Regions from separate parts of the Mus musculus genome. Here region 2 is linked to region 1. Evidence: chromatin contacts called from public promoter capture Hi-C data. All regions are on one chromosome and are shown on one strand. Each heading gives the region's core, a stretch centred on a gene start, on an enhancer-like site or on the middle of the called end of the contact. The rest is flanking DNA. Distances are from core to core; before and after follow the strand shown. Region 1 holds the start of Gjc2 (gap junction protein, gamma 2). Region 2 overlaps Wnt3a (wingless-type MMTV integration site family, member 3A).

What was found. Promoter capture Hi-C pulls out the DNA fragments that hold promoters and counts their contacts.
Region 2: a contact with region 1 is called in a promoter capture Hi-C map of fetal liver, with 2.1 times the contacts expected there. The contact joins the enhancer-like site here to the promoter of Gjc2 in region 1. A contact is called at or near these places in 2 of 39 promoter capture datasets (fetal liver and macrophages), 2 of 484 Hi-C or Micro-C datasets (embryonic stem cells and hematopoietic stem and progenitor cells), 1 of 115 datasets of contacts at active chromatin or transcription factors (embryonic stem cells) and 2 of 9 other capture datasets (adipose tissue and liver).

The regions. Positions count from the first base shown.
Region 1 is chr11:59,179,378-59,186,423 of GRCm38.p6, forward strand. It overlaps Gjc2 (gap junction protein, gamma 2), which reads right to left and starts at 3,449. Exons shown (of 2, transcript NM_175452.4): 1 at 3,369-3,449. Guk1 (guanylate kinase 1) reads right to left here. Exons shown (of 8, transcript NM_008193.3): 3 at 7,023-7,046; 4 at 6,565-6,661; 5 at 5,817-5,955; 6 at 5,652-5,736; 7 at 5,059-5,144; 8 at 4,478-4,810. The coding sequence ends at 4,775.
Region 2 is chr11:59,260,405-59,267,450 of GRCm38.p6, forward strand. The region is part of intron 2 of Wnt3a (wingless-type MMTV integration site family, member 3A); the gene reads right to left. Among named protein-coding and RNA genes, the nearest start is that of Wnt3a, 27 kb to the right of the region's middle. Within about 2 kb of position 3,582, at least 56 of the 459 cell types and tissues checked have an H3K27ac peak or open chromatin away from gene starts, as enhancers often do. A contact at or near this core is called in fetal liver, where this site is marked.

The DNA.
Region 1 (7,046 bases), core at 2,199-4,698:
TTTCTCTCCGGCATACCTACTCCTGTCCCAGTAGCTGATCAGCACTGGAGTCAAGATGTGTACAGGCAACAATGGAGACACTGTAGCTTAGCCCTGGGCTGACTCTGTCCCTGGGTGGAAGGACCTGTCACTCAAAGCATGCATGCAGTCACAGCTATTCACTCTTTAGAATGGCACAAAGATGTGCTATGCTTGTAGAGCTGACCTGGAAGAACCAGGACCCTGGGCTTGGGCCATGTACAGGGGGAGCTTCCGGTTAAACCTCTAGCCTGTAACTCTCTTGCCTAGCCTTGGCACGGACACACCAGCAGGTACCTTAAACTACAGAGGGTCAGACCCATATGTCAATCTCTCCTTCAAAGGGACTTGTCCACTCTCAGACTGCTTTACATGTGTTGCTGTCTCCTGAACATCTTAGTGTACCAGCAAACCCTGAACCCACCCACACGTGCTATCTGCACAACTTGGTACCAGATCATCACTTGCTTTCTAGGTCCTAGCTGCTTCACTCTCCCTATAAACTTGGCTCATGCCCACTGGGGTACCTTAGAATGCACATGGAGATTACCCCCATTGCCCTTCAATGACTTTTTTTAAAAGACAAGGTTTTATGTAGCACAAGTGGACTTCAGACTCCGCATGTATCAATTTGTAAGAGTTATGATATCCTTGAACTCTCCATCATTCTCCCTCTGCCTGCCAAGTGCTGGGACTTTCAGGCGTGTCTATGCTCTCAGCTCCTCCAGTGACTTCTGACTAGGGCACATATCAGGGTCTCACCTAGTCACTGCCCCAAGTGCCCTGCCCGTCCTCAGTTGGCTCCTGCTACTACATTCTCTGCTGTGCTGGAGCTCCCACCTGCTGCCTTTCCCTGACTTCATAGACACAAGCCAAATCACCTGGCCATACAAGTTTCACACACACACACACACACACACACACACACGCACACACGGTATGGGGGGGGAGCAGGGAGGACAGACAGGCAGAGAACCGTTCATACTCAACTCTTTAGTCTGCCTATCAGATGCTTCCCAATCACTATAAAAGTTCATTTTCTGACACCATCTCAAGCTAGGGACTCTAGAATGCATTTGTGTTTAGCATGGTAGAGGCGGACCCGGACTCTCACAGAGGTCATTTACAGATACACCGTGGAAACCTGTGGTGTGTGTATGATCTCTGGCTGTGTCCTCTGAAAGGCCCTGGCTGTGGAAACACGTGAGAAGTGCGAGCATTTGTGACATGGGTATGTTCACGCTGCCTGTAGTTCTAGTGCTTGGGAGACAGAGATAGGGAGATTGGAATTTCAAGGTCATCCTCTGCTGCACGGCGAGTCTGATGTCATTGAGACCCTTTCTCAAGCCCCGCTCACAAAACAAAGACCCTATCTAGGTCCTGGGTTCTGGTTTCCAACTTCTCTTTCAATAAAAGGAACTGCGAATCCCTGGGGGAAGTGGCTGATCAGAAGGCTAAGGAGGGAAACAAGAGTGTGGAGAAAGCTCAGAGAGGAAGAACGTGCTTACATACTCACACACACTGATAGGTGGATTGCTTACACTGACACTGTAACAATTTAACCAGTAGACTAAGGAAAGTAGAATCACAGACTGCAGCTTTGGTTACAGATACCCCAGATAACAACTGCACCCATGAATAACCAGGCTGATGACTGGAGAACCATCCCATCTCTGTGCAGAGGAACTCTGAGATGGGACACACAGTTAAGAGGAGCACACACCCACTCCAGCAGCCACATGTGGGAAGCAACATATCAGAGGACAGCATGAAATGGGGACTTGTACCTTTGCCGTGACACCTGAGCCCTATGATTCACCATTATGGCTGTTGATAGCACCTATATAGACAGGCTCATCACCCCCATAGTATTCTTTCTGAAACCCATAACCCCAACAAAGCAAGAGAAAACACAGGCCAGTTTCCAAGAGGGCACCCTGAAAAATACCCGAGTAGTATTTTAGTAGCCATGGGCAGCTAAAACAAGGAGACTAAGAGGTGCTGTGGTATCAGGAGGGGCAAGGGAATGTAGGAAACACACAGACTGCGGCTTTTCACTAACAGAGGCAGCACTAGAGTTTATTATGGTGATGTGTTTCATGCCAGTATGGAATGGGAAATGAGGTCCTCTGGGATCTTTTCTGTACTGTTATCTCCTCTGTTGTAAATTTAAACATGTTGAAGATGTAGGACTCTACCACAGAGTTATGGCACCCAGCAGAAACTACCAACCTCCCGCTTTGACCTGTGAGGCCTTCTTCACCAGCACCCAAGTCACATTCCTGGAAGTTCAAGAAGGCAAAACTTCAACTTCAGACTGTGGGGACCAGAAAAACAGATGGGCTAGCCTGCACCTACCTGGTGTAAGAGTCACAACCCTAAGTCTAGACAACTCCTACAGGTTGAGACTTCAGCTAAACTGCATTCCAAAAACGGAGGCACTAGCCTGAGTAGGCAACCCCCTCCCACTCTCCATGCCTTCCTTTGGCATTGCCCAGAGTACACACGTGTGCCCAATTCCTTGTAGAAAGCCCATACTCACCCTGGTCCTTGTCTCTCCAGTCCTGCCAGCCCCTCCACAGCTGAGCCAGGTTCCCCTCCCCATTTCTAGAAATCACTTCCCAGCTGGGTCCACACTGTCCCATACAGAGCCAACTCCAGCCAGCAGGCCCTCCAAAACGGATCTTCTCCAACCTCCCCGTCCTTGGACCCTGTATCTCCCCTTTTGGCTGCCCATCCTCATATCTCCCTCTCTGCAGTCCCTAGACACAGAAGGTAGGTGGGAAGGAAGCACTTAGAGTGAACTGCTGTGGCATCCCAAAGACTTCTGTGCTGGCTACCGCGCCACACTAACACAGCAGCGGTTGTGTAGGTCCAGCTGCTGAGAGGGTCTGCTTGGTAGCAGGCAAGTGGATAATGAAGTTTCTTCAGTTTGAGTAGACTGGGCCTGGTGCCCATACTGATCCCTGGGACACACTACAACTGGCTGGGGTGGACTGGCCCATCTTAAGATGGCCTGAAGGGTCTCAGCTGCTGGGGGAGGTACTGAAAATACCCTAGGCTCTCCGGTTTGTTCCCATCTCCCTCTACCATGGGTTTAGTTACCCCAAAAGAGCCACAAAGCCAGCTGAAGCCAAGCTAAAGGACACCCTGAGGGTCCCTTAATACAGCAAGACAAGATCTGGCCAGAGACTCAGTGAGTCTTCCAGGGTGGCATCTGGCACCAGCTGTGACACACCCCACAGAGCCTGAGAGGGGATGCAGGAACCTGGGAACCTCCACCTTAGCAGTAAGGAGTACAGACCAGTCAAGGCCCAGCCAGGCTGCAGCCCCAGCAGTACCCTCCCTACCTTCTCCAGGCTGGAAATGCAAACCTTCGGCTGAGCCCCTCCACCTGCCGGCTGGATGCTGATCCTCTCTAAGGGCATACTGTGGGGCTAGGGCCACCTCTCGCCACCAAGCACAATGGGGGATGGAGGAGGGGCCCTCAAGGGCTCCATTGTTCCCCCTAGGGTCTGAATCCATGATTGTCCCTGGGGGTGGAGCAGCAGGGATCTAGACAGGCCTGCTGGTCTCCCCAGCCTCCACTTGAAGTCCAGGCAGTTCTGGCTCACCCTTCTAGAGAAACATCTGCAGTTTTGGAGGCAGCCCAGGACTTCCCAGTCTCTCTGGCTACTTCTGCCTGGGTACCTGCCTGCCCTCTTCACACCCACATCCAGTTAATACCCCCAAGTCTGCCCCAGGAGCAGCCTCACCTGGAGATGCACAAGGCAGAGCTGTGGCTGACCACCGGGTGGGGGTAGCTGGCAACAACCACTGCCCTCCCTGCTGGGATTGCTCTCTTGGGCGGAGCCAGCAGCCTGGGCTGGGAGCCCAGAGGAAGAGGGAGGACAGCAGGACCAGACACTCAGAATGTCTCATCGTGGACAGGAGGGGAGGGACATCTCCCTCAGGAATGCTGCACCCTGCTACAACCTCTAGAGCTCAAAATTTGCGATCTTTACAGAAGGCCCAGGACTCTGCCTGCCTGCAGCCCTCACAGGGCTCACCTGCCCTTCCTTGGGTTGGCTGCCTATACCCAAGGCCAAGAACACACAGCACCCACAGCTCCAGGGCCAGCATTATGACCTTAGCTCTTCCCCTGCAGCTGGGCACTTTTGTTCCTGGCAAGTGGTATCTGTCCCTCTGAGTCCCCAAATGGCTCAGAAATACCTCAAAGAGACAGCAGCACTAGGTTGTCTAGGGCTGAGACGATTCCAGCCCATACTGATTGTCCCAGTTGCCTGACTCCCAGGGGAAGAAGTGAACACGAGCAACCCTAGCCAGCATTCTGATGACTAGTGGACCCTGGATGCGGGCAGGGACAAGGGCCACTAGACACCTATGCAGAGCCCCCTTAGCAGCCTTCATCTGGGCTGACCATGGAGGGGCAGAAAGCCAGAGGCCATAAGCCCAGTATGGAGGGCTGTGACACTATAATTCAGTAATTACTTTATTAAGAGGTCAGTCCCGCTCCAGCAGAAGGAACAAGGAAAGGAACACAAATAGTCCAGGGAGATTAGATATGGGTACTCTTTGGAGTCATTCAGCCAGTGAGTCAGCCCACGGTGCAGAGCCACCTTGTGGTCAGACAAAGGGTAGCTCCTTCTACTCCACAGTGGAAGTCTACTACAAGTCCTTGGTGCCCTGGCAAAGTTTCCCCCACCTCCAGGCAAATTTAGACCACAGACATCACTCTGTGGAATGAAGCAGGCCTTCAGGCGTGGCCAGTTCCCTGTGCTTTCTTGATTTCCTGCCAAGGAAGAAGGGAAACAGAAAGTCAGGAGAGGCAGGGAACCAGGGAGGGCTAGGGCTCATATCCTCCCTGGGTTCCCAGGGACTCCGGCTTTGCACCTGTACTTGACCATTCTGGCAACTGGCAAAGCCAGGGCTGCTTACAACACAGCAGGGTGTGAGCCCCGGCAACACAGGGTTTGCTGCGTTCACAGGATGGCTTGTGCAGGGGACTTCCCCAAGACAGGGTAGATGGGAAGGGCCTACCTCAGAGAGCGCCTGCTTCAGGGTTGCATAGGCTTTATCCAGGTCGTCATTGATGATCACCAGGTCAAACAAGCCAGGCTCCTTGCCTGGGGTGAGGCAAGAGACAGATTCAGGAACACTGGGACTTCGGCCCCTGCTGGGCTTGCCCCACTGTTAACAACCTGCTATCTGGCTATGGCTACTGTTGCCGTCACTGTGGTAGGATGGCCAGGGCTGGACAGTACTCTTGCTTCCCCTCTTCTAGAGAACCTCAGCTGGGGGCTGCTCCCATCAAGTCCTGACTTCTGGAGTGTGGACCACTGCCCCTGCCCAGGCCTCTCAGAACCAGCTCTGCCTGGGATGGACTGCCACATAAGGAAACAGCAAACGGTCTCAATGACAGTGTCTGAATGTGGACCAAGCTCAGACCCAGAAGCAAGAGCATAGCTACAAAAAGAGACCTACAACACTTAAGTCAGTAAACAAGTGTGGCCTCTCAAAGGCTCTGCAGACAGCAGTCTCGACCCCTCCATCTTTACCCTTGGTCCTCCCCAATTTCTGGTGGATGGGCTGGCCACGTGCTCAGAAGGTACGAACGGTCTGACTGCACTCACTGCTCTCCATGTCTGTCCGTGCAGCTGCCAGCCGCTTTGCCAGACTCTCCTCAGTCTCAGTGTTGCGCAGTCGCAGTCGTTGCTCCTGAAATACAGGTCCTTGTCAGGTCAGTATTCTGCAGGTCTCAGGACCTGCCCTGCAGGTTTCCCACACCAAGTACCCACCAGCACGTCCAGCGAGGGAGGCTGCACAAAGATGTAGATGGGACACAGATCAGTCTTCTTGATGCTGCGCACACCTTGTAGGTCGACATCTAGCACGCAGATGCGGTTCATGGCCTGCACAGCCCGAACAGCTTCCTTGCTGGGAGCAGGGAAGGGCAGTGAGCAGATAGATGTTCAGTGGATACAAGAGAAGACCTGGCCCTTAAGCCCACAGGAAATACATGCAATGACTGCTAAACCTTGTTAGCTTCTTAAGGCTTTCGAGAGCTTCAGAGAAACTCGGCCCTTTCCACCCCAAGGCCCATTCTGGGCCTGGCCTGGGTAGTGCAGAGGCTCTCGTGAACCCAGCACCTTCTGTACTTTCCAGAACTTCCAAGCATATAGTCAACCCTGTCAGGCCCTCTGACATCACAGCCCTTTGTACCTGTCCTGTAGCCGAAAGCCAAAAAGGTTTGGGCCTGGGCTGCCTGGCACTGCCTACCTCTCCACGTGAGGTGCCTCATGTGGCTCTTTGCCTCGCCAGATGGCTTGAGGACAGATGAGCCTGGGGCATGACTGGGCCTGCTTGTTCCCTGGAGCCTATCAGCTATGCTCAGAGACTAGGGGGTTAGCAAGCCATCCCAGCCCTAGGCGGGAGACTGGGAGGGCACTGTGAGGTCAGAGGTGACATGCTAGAGTGCTTTCTTTTGTTAACAGTTCTGGAATTACCCTGATCCATGAAGCTGGGCCCACACCAAACTCAGCCCACCTTGTCCCGTACAGGTTCCCTGAGAACTCAGCATGCTCAATGAAGTCCCCTGCTGCAATATCACGCTGCATCATCTCCCTGGTCACAAAGTAGTAATCTGGAGAAGAAGAGAGCTTTCCAGAAGGTACCCAAAACCCATCCCTGCCTGGCCTGGCCCCTCTCCACCCTACACAGGACTGCTATGGCCAGATCTAGGCTGGAACAGATACCACTGTCCCCATTGTCTTTGCTGAAGGATTGGAAATGGCCAGGTTCCATACACCAGGCAGGAAGAAGGTTCAGCCTTCACTATGATGCAGACTCTAATCAAGCTGTGAACCCAACAGCAAGAGAGATTCTCCTGCTGGGGATGAAGCTGTTACAGCCAAGGCACAAAGCAACCTTACCCCTTCCCCCTACCCCCACCCCAACACTCATTAGCTGGTGCCCAAAACCCCTGAATTAGCAGGCCGGCTCACCTTTGCCATCTTCTTCACCAGGTC
Region 2 (7,046 bases), core at 2,332-4,831, 81 kb after region 1:
AGTATTCAGTAGCCTCCACTGGCCAAGCACACAGCCACCCACTGCAGGCCCAGCTCCGTGCCCAGAGCCAGTGTGATACACAGCCTTCCTAAAGTTCTCTAAAGGTTTCCTGCCGCCAGCCTTGTCTTCCTCCTCTTCTCAGCACTCACTGGCCTCTGGTCACACTCAGCCTTCATTCTTCCCTGGGCTCAAGCTCTACCCCAGCCTCAGTGTTACCAGCTTCACTCTGTAGCATGGCAGCCAAGGTCCTGGGCACTATCTACCCAACATGTCAGCTGTGCCTATTCCTCGGGAAGACTTGTCTTCTGGAATCCACTTCCAGTCCAGATCCTCCCCACGGGTGGGATCTGCATCTTGTTCACTGTTTATTTCCATTCCAGAGCACAGGCTACCCCTTCGAGCCGTCATTTTTCTTTTTTCTTTCTTGTTTTCTTTTTGGCAGGGACTTCAGCCCAAGCTTGCCTGGAGCTTACTGTGTAGCCTAGAAGGACCTTGAACTCCACCAGGTGTTAACATTACAGCTGTGTGCTACCACGCCTAGCTTTGCGTAGTGTTGGAAATGAAACCTGGGGATTTTGTCCATGCCAGGCAAAGATTCTTCCAACTGAGCTACATCTCTAACCCCTATTTGATCTTTGAAGGAGCCAAGGCACTCCTCCTCGTGCCCCTAAGACTCCAGTCTTCTTTCTTTCTGCATAGAACCTGAGTCTGGGGCCAGAGGCCTTGAGCTACCTTCTCTTGGGTGCGACTCAGAAGTCTACTTCTCTGCCTACACCCTCACATTCCAAGTCTCAAGGCAGCCTTGGTTACCTTATCCAGCTCAAGTGTCACCCAAACGCTCCTCCCCCATCCTTCTTGGCTCCAAAAGATAAGGGGGCCCAGCACTCTAGGCCTTGCCCTGCCCAGAACAAGGCCTTCAGGCTCCCTGCTTATCAAGACACACGCAAACAGCCTGGAGCTGGTAGGCACACTCGAGGGGAAGGGTCCTTGGGAGAAGGAGAGAACAACATAGAACTTGAAGTAGGCAAGAGTTCATTCTTGCTCAGCTCTGTCACCAGCAGGCTGGGAAGTCCTCCCTTTCTGTTGAACCTCAGTTTCCTCTACTGTCAAATGAGGAGGTGGGGGCTCCCGATCAAGTCAAGGCAGGGCAAGTTCTGGAGCTGGCTTTCAACAGGCTGGGGAAGAAATAAAGGCCAGAAGTAAGAAAGTCCAAGTAGTCCAGAAACTCCATCTGAGAAGCCAGGGGAGGAACTGTGGGCTGCAAACCCACATTTGGCTAGGTGAATGTGAAATGGAACATGCTTGGAAAAGAAGGATGGAGGCAAGCTGCAGCCAAAAGTCTTAAGCAGTTCCCCACCCCAACCCCACCTCCCAAGATATCACCATCACACACTATGCAAGGAGTGGAGTTCACATTCCTAGCAGTGAATAGATACCATCTACCTCCTAGGAAAGATTGTATCGTTTTCAATGTTTTCTTGCTAAAAATGTATAGTCTCTACTTAAATGAATTGGAGGCAGCTGCTAAAGCCAGATTAAGGTCCTTCCTATAAATGGTGATGATTTGGGCAGTACAAAAGGGAAGGATGGTGGAACTCAAGGGACATGGAGGCACAAAGACCTGGGTTATCCAAGTCAGGTTGGCTTTCATGATCAATTACCATGTACCACAGCAGTGTGCAAGGCTGTGTGTGTGGAGAGGAAGACAGGGACCTGAGATTCCACACCATTCCTGCAATGCTTCGCTATACTTAAGATACTTAATAATAACTGAGAACATGTCTGCAGGAGACCTAGAAAGGAAAGGCTCCAGAATGTTTAGGTGACATCCTAGGATGGCAGGGATTTTAATCCAACAAGATTGGGTCTACCCAGGAGTCAGAGGCAAAACGTGGATCTTGGGAACAAACACATTTTCTCAGAGAGGAAACCCTTTGCTTCCATCAGAGTCCCATAGGGTTTTAGGACAACCATGGTGAATGAACCACTCTACCAGAGCTATGAAGCACTCTCCCAGAGCTATCTCTTTTGCAGAGAGTGAATGGGAATGGGGCACACCACAGCAAAGTTCCTGGCACACACAGCACCTTTCAGTTTCTGTTGACTCAGCAGAAATGGCCAGCATAAAGGTGAGGGCTTCCAAGAGCACACCTCCCTCCAGAAAACAAGTGCATGACATCAGACCCTTCAAATGGCTATTGATCATCAAATGAGGAGGGGGTGGGTGCCTGAGCACAGGACTCTTACAGACTAGTGTTGCCCATCTGGGCCAGTCATCTGGGGGCAGAGCTAAGAAGAGCTTTTGGAGGGCTGGAGATACTGTCTATTTATCAGATACAGGTAAAGATAAAGAAAAGAAACTACCTGAAGAAGTTGTTCTATAAAAGAAGCAAATTCCAAAAACGGTGTCATGGCTCAGGCCTGTAATTCCAGCACCAGGAAGGCTGACGTGGGAGGATTATGAATTGAGGCCACTGTCTCTTCACCCAGATCCTGGGAGGTGGGGAGCAAAGTCCCCCTGCAGAAACAATCTCAGCTTTGCTGCGCTCTTACTGGGTTTAAGGAAAGTATCACTATCTGGGCTTCCTTCCTTTCCCTTCATCTAGTTCATTATTTATCATACGCCCATCCTCCACCAAAATACCACCCACTCAATTATCTGTCTACTGTCCATCTATCACGCACTCATTATCCATCTACTACCCATTTATCATCCATCCACCCACTCATCCATTCATCTGTCCATCCGTCCATCACCTATCCAGAATATGAGAGTCCATAATGAGCTAGGCACTAGGCTCAGAACTAGAAGTGAAATGAATCATATGGAAGGTGTCTACTCTCCAGAACCAGGTACGAGCTGTGTGCGTGTCCGTGTGTGCATGTGTGTGTGGGCTTATTGAAATTGCCTACTATTAATGAGTTGAGGTTAATCTGTGCCTTTAAATCCAGTAGTACCTTTTTATTTTTATTTTTATTTTTATATTTTTATTTATTTATTTATTTATTTATTTTTGAAATTGGGTGCACCAAAGTTTGGTGCATGAACCTTTAGGATCATATGCTATGTATGCGTTTATTTAGGACCCTCTATCTCTGTTGAAGCTTCCCTGCACAGGACTAGAACCAGGGAATCCCAGCAGACAGAAGGTTCACCCTTACCTATGTCTGCACATTACATCCACCACACCCTCCTGGAGACCACAGAAGGCTTAGGGTTGGCAGCCTGGGCTGAGTTTGTCAGGCAACAACCTCCAGATGGTCTCTGTCCTCTCAATTTCCAGACTCCAACTGGGAGATCACTATCCGACCACTGGTGGGAAGAAGGCCCAACTATGGCATAGCCATAATTGCTCAGACTGGCCAGAGCCTGCAGGTCATGGGGCATCACCTCCCTTGGGAGTGTCACTCTCCTGTCACGCTGAGGAAAGACAAACCATCTATCTATCCCATTCCCATCCCGATGTCTGAAAGTGCTTCCATAACACATTCAGTGGGTGGGCATCCCTTCCCCCACCCGTGTTCAGCACAGCAGGCAGAGGGCAGACGAGAGAACCGAGCAGCCCCAGCTGGTAGCTTGCAGCCCAGGCCCCGCCCTGGCGCCTCCCCTCCAAGGCTGCCCACCGTCCCTCCTTCCCCAGGCCCTTTTCCTGGCCTCGAGGAGCCGGGCGGCCCGGAGGGGGTGTCGCGGTGGCATTTGGTAATCACACGGAGGCACAAAAGGCCCCGGAGCCACCTGAGAGCGGAATGCGCCGGTGCCCCACCGTGGCCGCGGCCCCTGACACCGCCCGGGCCCGCGCGGCCGGGCGCCTGGCTGACCTGCTGGGGCTGATGAATCCGGCTTTGTGCGACACTGTCACGCCGCGTTAGCCCCACAATGGCCAGCGATATTTTATATGAATTTCCCCCTGGCCGGTGATTAGGCGATCGCCGGCCAGTCATAGCAACCTGGAAGTATGCGCTGCCCGCCGCGCCGTCGGGCGCGAGGGGAAATCCTCTTTCAGACGCTTTAATTCAACACCCCGAAGGGCGTGTGAATCGCCAACAGCATTTTCACTTTTCCCTTGTGCTTAATCTTGTCGTCCTCGCAGGGACATTGTGCTCAGAGCCGAGCGCAGTGGGATATCGGCCGGGGTCCCCCCTCCCACAGCGGAGAGTTAATGATATACCGGAGAGGCCCCCGGAGCCAGGGGAGCCCCCCCACCCCCAACGCATCGTAAATGGTAACACTTTCGGATGGGGGGGTCAGGGGTCGCAACCTGGATTTGGGGACTCTGCTTCCCTAAAAAGCTGCCCTTTCTGTCCCTCCGGAACCCCTAAGCTCCGGCTGTCTTGCAGGCTAGTCTCATTGGAGTCGATCCTTCCATAGGCTGAGCACACAGAGAGGTGGAGGACCACCCCCTGAGGAGCCACGAAGCTGAGGCCAGTCATCAGGAAGGGGTTTTGCCTGGGGGAGGGGAAGAGGCCAAGCTGTTGTTCCCTGCCCAGAAGCCAAGTAGGGCTTGGGGTGAGTTCAGCAGATACTGAGAGTCTGATGTTCAAAAGCAACCAACTCTGCTAATAGTTGTGGCAGAGGTTTGGGGGACCCAACAAAGTCCAGCCACTATGGGTTGAGGGTATGGCTGGCCTGGAGGTATGTCACAGGCTGGAGGAAGGGACCACACCCAACACGAGGTAAGATGCTCTGGCTGGAGACACTGTCCAGGCCAGCAAGGCCCAAATGAAGACTTCGCAGTGAATAAAGGTTGCCTGTACAAGCAGTGAGCCCCCAGGAGTCCTTAGGGACTTGGGGAGACCACCCCCAAGTGGGGTGGAGTGTTGCAAGGTGGGTAGAAGATGCTCCTCCCTCATAGGGAAGCCAGCTAGGAGCTTCTGAGGACTCCAGGCACAGCCACCCCCGTACACAGGCAGGTAGAGACCCTAGTTTCCACGGCTGTGGGCTTCAGACCATGTGCCTTTATGTCTTACATGCAAATGTCACACACAGCCAAAAGAAAGCTGTCCCCTCACAAGGACACATAGTGTTTAATAACCTGCTTCCTGGACTCTGCCCCCACCCCCCAATCCTGTGAGCCTCCCACTTGTCCCCTTCCAGCCTGACCAGCTGTTTTATTGACCTTCGTCCTGTGACCCCTACCTCTGGCCCAGGCTGGCCCTGCAACCACCCCACCCATTTCATCTTGCCAGAGGTCAATACAGGGGAGTCACCTAGTACCTGCCTCCAAGTGTCTGAGGCTTGCCTCAAGGGATATAAACGGTTCACAATCATCCTGTACTCAAAATTCTTCAAATGCTTTCTGATCCCGAGTAGGTAGGTAGGTCGCTCCCTGCTACTTTTGGGTGCAAGAGCAGAGCCCTCTAGGACCTCGTTCTGCATTCAAGGGCTAGAGCTTCCTCACGCTCAGGTTAGCATCCTGAGTTTTAGGCTGACACAGGGCAGATGGTTTTGGGATTAGATATGAGCAAACACTTGCCTTGTATACACACAGGCACCCATTCACACATGCATGCTCAATGCATATACATATGCACACACGCCTGTACCGTGTACATGGTCACACCCACACAGAGACAGACACCTGAGCACACATGTACGAGCATTTGTGTGTAGCTACCATTCACACATCTATACATATATAATCAATACCTGTGAGTACATACACAGGTGCACAAATGTATATGTGCACTGACACGTGCACACATCTCCACATATCCATACACAGCACATGCAGTCATATACTTACACACATACCCACGTAAGGCACATCCACACAAATGCACACTGAAATATGCCCATGCATGACACACATTCGGACAGACATATTCACTAACATGGGCACAAACACATTCATATTCACAAGTGCGCAGGCCCACGTAAGACATTCATGCGCACATGCATATATAAAACACATGCACACACGCTTTTCTATAACACATGGCTGCACAAGCTCACATACATGCACACATGCACGCAAGAGGCTGGCTCCCTTCCTCCCAGCTGGCTGGTAGATGTTAAACTCTGTTCAACAGAGGCCACCTCGGCAGGGGTGGCCAGGCACCCCTGTGGTCCTTGCCACAAAGCCTAGGGTAACCTTTGACATGATTAGGGTTGCCCTGACCCTAATCCAATCAGATTGATTACTTCGAGGCCAGCAGGCAGCAGGGGGTGGGGGGCACAAGGGCTTCTGGAGCCAGCCTTTCTGGGGGCACACGGAGGGCTCCTTTCTCCCCTGGCCACCAGAAGAGAAGGAGAACAAGGACTGAGGAGGGGAGCATGAGCAGGAGGAGGAGGACGGGTCTTTCGGGGACCGGAGGGGACAGAGTGAAGAAGGGAGCAGCAAACTGAGAGAGGCCTAAGTCATGTTTGCAGGGAGGACAGTTGCAGGGGTGCAGGCTGCCGTCTGGCAGGAAATCCTCCAGTGCTGCCATGGGAAAGCGGGATGGGATGCTGAGGCCAGACAGCCTAGGTTCTCTCTGTCCTGCAGGTGGCTTCTAGGAGGCAAGGGTGTAGGCAGAGGAATGTGGGCAGGCGCGGCCCTCAGCCCCAAGGCTGATGTGACTATCTGCTCTCTAGGGCAGGACCTGTGGCAGCTGCTTGTCCCTAGACAGCCTGTGTTTGCCCAAGAGCATACTGGGAGACCCTCAACATTCTGCAGCTCCCCTAACCTCGCCCAAAATTATGTGACGGGGCTCTAGCCTCAGGCACAGCCATCCTCTCTCTTCCTCCACGGTGCCTCAGGCTCCAGTTTAGTCAGACTGCTGAGCCCCACTGCCTTCCCCTGCTCCTTTTTCTCTCACCCCTGGGCTCCCCACAACCATACTACTGTCTGCCCAAAGAGTTTGGAGCCGCTTCCCCAAGGAAGCCTTCCAAGATATTCCCAGGCACCAGCCCCTTGTCTTTCAGTCATCTGACACATTCACAGAGCAAAATGCATAGGCTAGAGCACCGGGGCTGCCCAGCAGAGTGCTGACTGAAAGCACATAGGTTGTGTGCATCTGCAGCGTGGGATGGAGCGCTTGCCATCATATACATATCCACTGGAGAG